Linked DNA regions of Mus musculus: region 2 is linked to region 1. A link is a contact called in public Hi-C data. All regions are on one chromosome and are shown on one strand. The core of a region is the stretch at or near the end of the contact, and the rest is flanking DNA. Distances in the headings are between cores, read along the strand shown.

Region 1 (3,047 bases), core at 389-2,888:
GTACAGATATACAGCAGGCAGAACACCCATACTCATACAATGAGAATAAATCAAGCCAGGTGGTGATGGCAGCACATGCGTTTAATCCCAGCATTTGAGAGGCAGAGGCAGGCAGATCTCCAAGTGCAAGGTCAGTCTGGACTACATAGTGAGTTCCGAGACAGCCAGGGCTACACAGAGAAACCCTGTCTTGAAAGAATACATATTTTAAAAAAATTGATTAATTTATTTAAAATTTTTCGTGTGGTGGTTTAAATAAGAATGGCTCACAGGCTAACATGTTTAAATGCTTGGTCCTCTGTAGTGGAACTGTTTGGGGAGGATTAGCAGGTGTGGCCTTGTTGAAGGAGATGTTTCACTGGGAAGGTGAGACTTGAGGTTTCAAAAGCCTATGCCAGGGCTGGTCTCTCTCTCTGCCTGTTGCTCATGGATCAAGATGTAAGCTCTCAGCTACTGCTTTAGCATGTCTGCCTGCCACCATGCTCCCTGCCATGACACTAACCCTCTGAAACTGGAAGCAAACCCCCAATTAAATACTTTATTTTGTAAGTTGCCTTGGCCATGGTGTCTACCCTGATAGCAGAACAGTGACTAAGATACAGGGGGACACCATAAAGGCTAGGAAGCCCTGATGGCAGGAAGCCTAGTCTGGGCACTGGGAGAGATCCACTCTTCAACAGAAGAGAGAGGGAACCAGAACTGGGATCAGGCTATGGAATCCCAGAGCCCTGCCCCAGTGTGTGCTTCCTCAGGCAAGGCCACTCCTCCCCATAACCTCTCCTCATAGTGCCACCCATTAGGGACTAAGGGTCCGATTATGTGAGCCCATGAAGGACATTTTTAATATGAGCCACCTCCCAGGACTTGGTTAGGACGTTGCTCAGCCCACACAAGCATTAAAAAATGTGTTTTAAGCCGGGCAGTGGTGGCGCACGCCTTTAATTCCAGCACTTGGGAGGCTGAGGAAGGCAGATTTCTGAGTTCGAGGCCAGTTTGGTCTACAAAGTGAGTTCCAGGACAGCCAGGGCTATACAGAGAAACCCTGTCTCGAAAAACCAAAAACCAAAACCAAAACAAAACAAAAAATGTGTTTCAAACACTATATTAATTTAAATATTTATGTCAAATCTCTTATCCTAGTCTTCTTCCATGGCTTATAAAAAGGGGCCAAAGTCTGCAATCCAGGTAGAAAGGACTAGAACGGGGCTCAGGAGCTGTGGTGGCCCAGGCTGGGCTTTACCTCTTTGCTCAGGTCTTTTCTCACCTAACTCCCATAATTTTATTGTCCTTTTAAAAATTACTTGTTTTCTGTGTGTATGTGTGTGTGTATGAGTGTGTGTGAGAGTGTGTGTGTTTGTGAGTCTCTGTGTGTATAAGTATGTGTGTGTGTGTGCATGCTCACATGTACACATGCCACAGCGTGTGTGGAGGTCAGAGGTCAGCTGGTGGGAGTTGCTTGCTCTTGGCCATCTTATCCATCCCTCCTCTTACATAGACCCTAAGAGCTCCTCTGCTCAATTACCCAGCATGCCCTCAGAAAAGGGGCAGGCAGAAGCATGAGGAGGGATGGCAGCCACTCATGCTCTAATTCTTTCCGTCATTGTCCATTGTGAAGAATAAATCCAATTGGTCGTTGCAGGCTGGGTTTTCAACCCCCACCTCCCGACCCCCAGCATCTGGTTGTCTCTGCATTGTGCCTCTTGCTCTTTCCCACCAATGGCTTCCCCATCGCTCCCTCAACCCGTGAGGTGTGGGGGAGGAGCTCCCGTTCTTCCCCTCACTCTTCCACTCTGCCACAAAGTCTGATGTTCCCAGGCGGATGACAGACAGGATAAAACATCTGCTGTGCTCATTCCTTGGATGTTAGGGGTGTTTGTCAAGGAGCAAACAGATACAGGATTCAATGGAAAAATCTGTGATGGGTGCGGGGAGATGTCACCATGGGGCCTGCTGGCTCAATTTGTATCGTAGGATGTGCATGCTGAGTGGCTGTGAGACTCATGGGCCACAAGTGGATTCAATGCTCAGGGCTCGGTGGTGCCTCAATCCCCAAACAGCCATTCTCACAAAATTGTTTTCTTCCACCAGCAGTCAGACCGACAAATTGCACTGTGATCGCAGGTGGGTGGGGCCATATAAACAGCATCAATTCAATTACAAAACAAGGTCGTAGTCATGGAAAAAGATGCAATGTGGTGACAGATAATGATGGCTGTATGATTGGGATGCCGAGCCAGCTAAGTAGTGCTAGGTCCTGGGCCTGACATCACAGCTGCCTTTGGGTGCCCACTGGCTGCTCCAGTTCAGAGTTGTCCAAAGGCACTGCATACAATGGCTGTTTTCTCCCTCCCTCCCTCCCTCCCTCCCTCCCTCCCTCCCTCCCTCCCTCCCTCCCTCCCCTCCTCTCTTTCTTTCTTTTGTTTCTCTCTCTCCTCTCTCTGCTGTCTCTTTACTTCTTTTCATTTCTTTCTGGGATAAAGTCTCACACCATACACTGGTAGTCTTAAACTCCCTATATAGCCAAAGTCAATCTAGAGTTTCTAATTCTACTGCGTCTACCCCATGTGCTTGAGTTACAGATATGTGTTACCACATGTGGTAGAGAGAAGAAGGAGTCTAACAGCCATGCCATGCTGGGAAAGCAAAAGATCAGGCCTGAGAAGTGCAGGACAGACAGACAGCCAACATGTAAGAGTCAGGGACGGTGGCCCAGGAGGGCAGCTGGTCTGAGTCTGGGGCTGCCAGGATAGAATATAGGTTTTACTAAGTAATAATTCAGGAGTATCAGAGGGGTGTGTGTGTTAGCAACATGGAAATTTGGGAGTGGCCCAGCCATTGAGCTGTTTAAGATATATTAAAGTAGAGGGCTGTGTGTGTGTGTGTGTGTGTGTGTGTGTGTGTGTGTGTGTGTTTCATTCAGGAAATCAGAACATTGGGTGGGTATCAAGGAATCCATATCGCTGCTTAGAGCAGATTAATTGGCTAATACAACAGATGGAAACTAGGGCTTTGTTGTGCAAGGAGACATGAGGAGATGTGTGCGGGAC
Region 2 (3,047 bases), core at 354-2,853, 200 kb after region 1:
GTTGAAGCATTATTTTAGGAGGACATCCCATGTCTTTTTTTTTTTTTTTAATTAGACATTTTAATTTTAGGTAACAGTTGTAAGGAACAATGCAGAGAGGTCACACTGTTGCCGTCCTCCCGCCAATGGTAACATTGAATACAACTGTGAGGACCCCCACCCCCCACCCGCCCGAGATGAATGCACACAGGTGTGTGTGCATTTAGTTCTGCACACCACATATCTGACACTGTGGTCAGGGAGCAGAATTTGGTACTGAGAAGAGCTCTAGGGGAACGAGGTCTGAAGGAAAATTGTCTAGATTGGCTCTGAAATTTCTGGAATTTGCTTGTTGATATGGTTAGATTTTTAAACTATCTATCATCTAATTATATATCAATCTATCTATATCTATTCATTCATTCATTCATTTATTCGTTCATTTACTTGTATGTGCTTTTGTGTGTGCAGCACGGCACGCATGTGGAGATCAGAGGACAACTTACCAGAGTCCTTTGTCTTCTTCCATTTTTTGGGATCTGGGGATTGGAATCAGGTTCTCAGGGCTGGTGGCAAGTGCTCTCACCTACTGGGCCATTTTGCCAGCCTTGTCCTGGGGTCTTTCTACTCTGCTGGCTTAGAGGTCTTAGTTCCAGGAGATGGACAATACCCCTAGTGGGTAAGACAAGGATTCCATTGAACTGAAAGTTAAGGTGCCCACCGAGACACTTTGGGTTCCTCATGCCTTTGAGTCGGTACTGAAGAAGGGAGTTTCAGTGTTGACAGGGGTGCTGGATCTTGGTGTCAGAGGGAAACAGGCCCTTCGCTTTACAAGGATGTGAGGGGGAGTAAGGCTGGAGCACAGGGGCTTCTTAGGCCAGCTCTTCACAGTACAAGCCCATGATTTAGGTTGGTGAGACCTTAGCAACCAAAGTCAAGTGAAAGCCATGGCTCAGCTCTGCTGCAGTATATTGCTAACAACAAAGAGCTAGATGCTGGCTGCCTAACAAGGAAAAGGGGGTGTGTAGTTCACAGTCTGGGAGGCTGAAAGTCCAAGGTGGGTGGCATCAGACTCTGGGGATGGTCTCCAGCTGCATCATAGCATGGTGGCTCATGGTGACAGATAACAGAGGACACCTTCAATTCACTCTGCTCCCTCTTGTTGAAGTGGTGGGTGTCAGGCTCGAGTGGGCCTACCGTAGTCAATGTAGCTAGGTGGGCTTTGGACTCCCCTTCTCCTGCACAGGGATACCGATCTTTCAGTGTTACAAGCTGTGTCAGCGATGCAGGGACACAGATGAGGGGACACAGAGGGCAGGCATGTTCACTGATAGTCAGGGACACAGCGGAATGTGACTGGAGACAAGGTGGGTTGTAGCTTGTAACAGTGGGATGGGACTGGAAATAGACTGGGACAATGGTTGGGGATCTAGCAGGAAAACACCCTGAAAGACCCTGACTTGGAGCTGTCCCTGGTCCCTCCTGGGGTCTCTCTGCCCACTCCCCTAGCAGCAGACCGCTCCTTGCTGCTCAGCCTCTGAAGTCTCTGAAATCTTATCTCCCATCATGTTCTCTGTTTCCTCCCTGTCCAGACCTCATCTGTCTCCTGCCTCCCCACCCCCACTACCACTCATCTGCGGCCCCTCCCACTCTGTCTGCTGCCTACTGTCAGCCTGGCTCCTGTCTTTCCCTACTCCTGCAGGGAAGAGTTTAAAGTCGTGGCCTAAGGCCCTGCCCGCTGTTTAAAGCATGCTCTGCACCCCGCACCCACAACCCACTGCACCCGCACCCCAACCCATGGCCCCTGTCTTCCCTCTACTAGTAGAGTTTTAGACTGCAGCTGAAGGTGCATCCTGCCCTATCTCCCCCATTCCCCATCCCTGAGGCCTGGCTTTTCCCTGCCCTTCCTCCAGGCAGTGTTTCTGACTCTCCCAGGAAATGCAATCTCCCATTTATCCTGGATTGCCCAGTATAGTGTGTCCCTTGGCTTTGCCTGGCTCATAGCTGCCTGGGATTGGGTCTCCAGTTTAGGCTATGACCCCACCCAGAACAACCCCACCAGATCAACCAACATGGATCTGCTCAAATACAGAAACTGAGGCTCTACACAGGGAAATGGGCTCTGGGAGCAAGCTCTGTATGGAACTCTTGTCAGGTCCTTACCAGTCTCCTGTCTCCACTTCAGGACTGTCTGCAGTGTGGCCCCTTCAGCAAGGCCACTGAGGGGAACACCGCCCCCATCCTGCATCTCCACAGGTCAGCTTCCCAGGGTCAAGATGAGCTCGGAGTGGGTCAGCCGAGGGACTGAGAACTGTCCAACTCTAGAAAGCCATGAATCCAGGCCCTGCCCTTGCCTACCCTGGGGGTCCAGTTGCCCCAACCAGTTCTCCATGTTGAGAAAATCAAACTCCCAGTCCAACTGAGCTGACTTCAAGCCAGCTCTCCATGTAGCAGTGGAGTGCTCCTCCCTGGGTCGACTGTCCGAGTCGGTAAACCTTTGATGAAGAGGACACTCTGCCCAATTTATTACATATTTATTATCACTATTTTATTTTTATTTTATTTGTGTGCATGTGGCTGGAAGTGCTTGTGCGCTTTGTGTGTGTTGCTCCCTGGTCATGCCATGCACCCTATTTTTGAGACAGGGTCTCTCAATGGCCTGTACTCCCCTGTTAGGCGAGGCTGGTCAGCCAGTGAGCCCCAAGGATCTGTTCGTTTTGGCCTTCACAGCACTGAGATTACAAACCCCACCCCACGCCTATTTTGCTGTTGTTTTGTATTTTATATGTGTTTTGTGGATCCAGCTCAGCTCCCATGTGTGTGCACCCCAGTGTGTGCTTTGCCAACTGAATTTTCATTCCAGCAGGGCTAATGAGAATTAGAGAACTTGTCTGGCATACAGCAACCACTCGGACAATTGGTCCGGGACTCAGTCGCTACAGACGGCACCCAAACCTGGGCATGAAGCTTGAGTACAGTGTGTGTGTGTGTGTGTGTGTGTGTGTGTGTGTGTGTGTGTGTATGTGTTAGTGTGAGCATGTGCTCCTGCTGCAGGGGCTGTATCTCCA

The links. Hi-C and Micro-C count contacts between places; a contact is called where the count stands out from the background.
Region 2: a contact with region 1 is called in a Hi-C map of the N1E-115 cell line, with 6 times the contacts expected there. The contact joins two enhancer-like sites. A contact is called at or near these places in 3 of 39 promoter capture datasets (cranial neural crest, frontonasal cranial neural crest and maxillary cranial neural crest), 1 of 15 datasets of contacts at CTCF or cohesin (embryonic stem cells), 12 of 484 Hi-C or Micro-C datasets (the G1E-ER4 cell line, the N1E-115 cell line, cardiomyocytes and 6 more), 3 of 115 datasets of contacts at active chromatin or transcription factors (embryonic stem cells and oligodendrocyte precursor cells) and 2 of 9 other capture datasets (adipose tissue and embryonic stem cells).

What each region holds. Positions count from the first base shown.
Region 1 is chr2:33,480,948-33,483,994 of GRCm38.p6, forward strand. No RefSeq gene overlaps it. Among named protein-coding and RNA genes, the nearest start is that of Gm13530, 7.3 kb to the right of the region's middle. Within about 2 kb of position 1,639, at least 3 of the 459 cell types and tissues checked have an H3K27ac peak or open chromatin away from gene starts, as enhancers often do. A contact at or near this core is called in the N1E-115 cell line, where this site is marked.
Region 2 is chr2:33,676,033-33,679,079 of GRCm38.p6, forward strand. No RefSeq gene overlaps it. Among named protein-coding and RNA genes, the nearest start is that of C130021I20Rik, 36 kb to the left of the region's middle. Within about 2 kb of position 1,604, at least 3 of the 459 cell types and tissues checked have an H3K27ac peak or open chromatin away from gene starts, as enhancers often do. A contact at or near this core is called in the N1E-115 cell line, where this site is marked.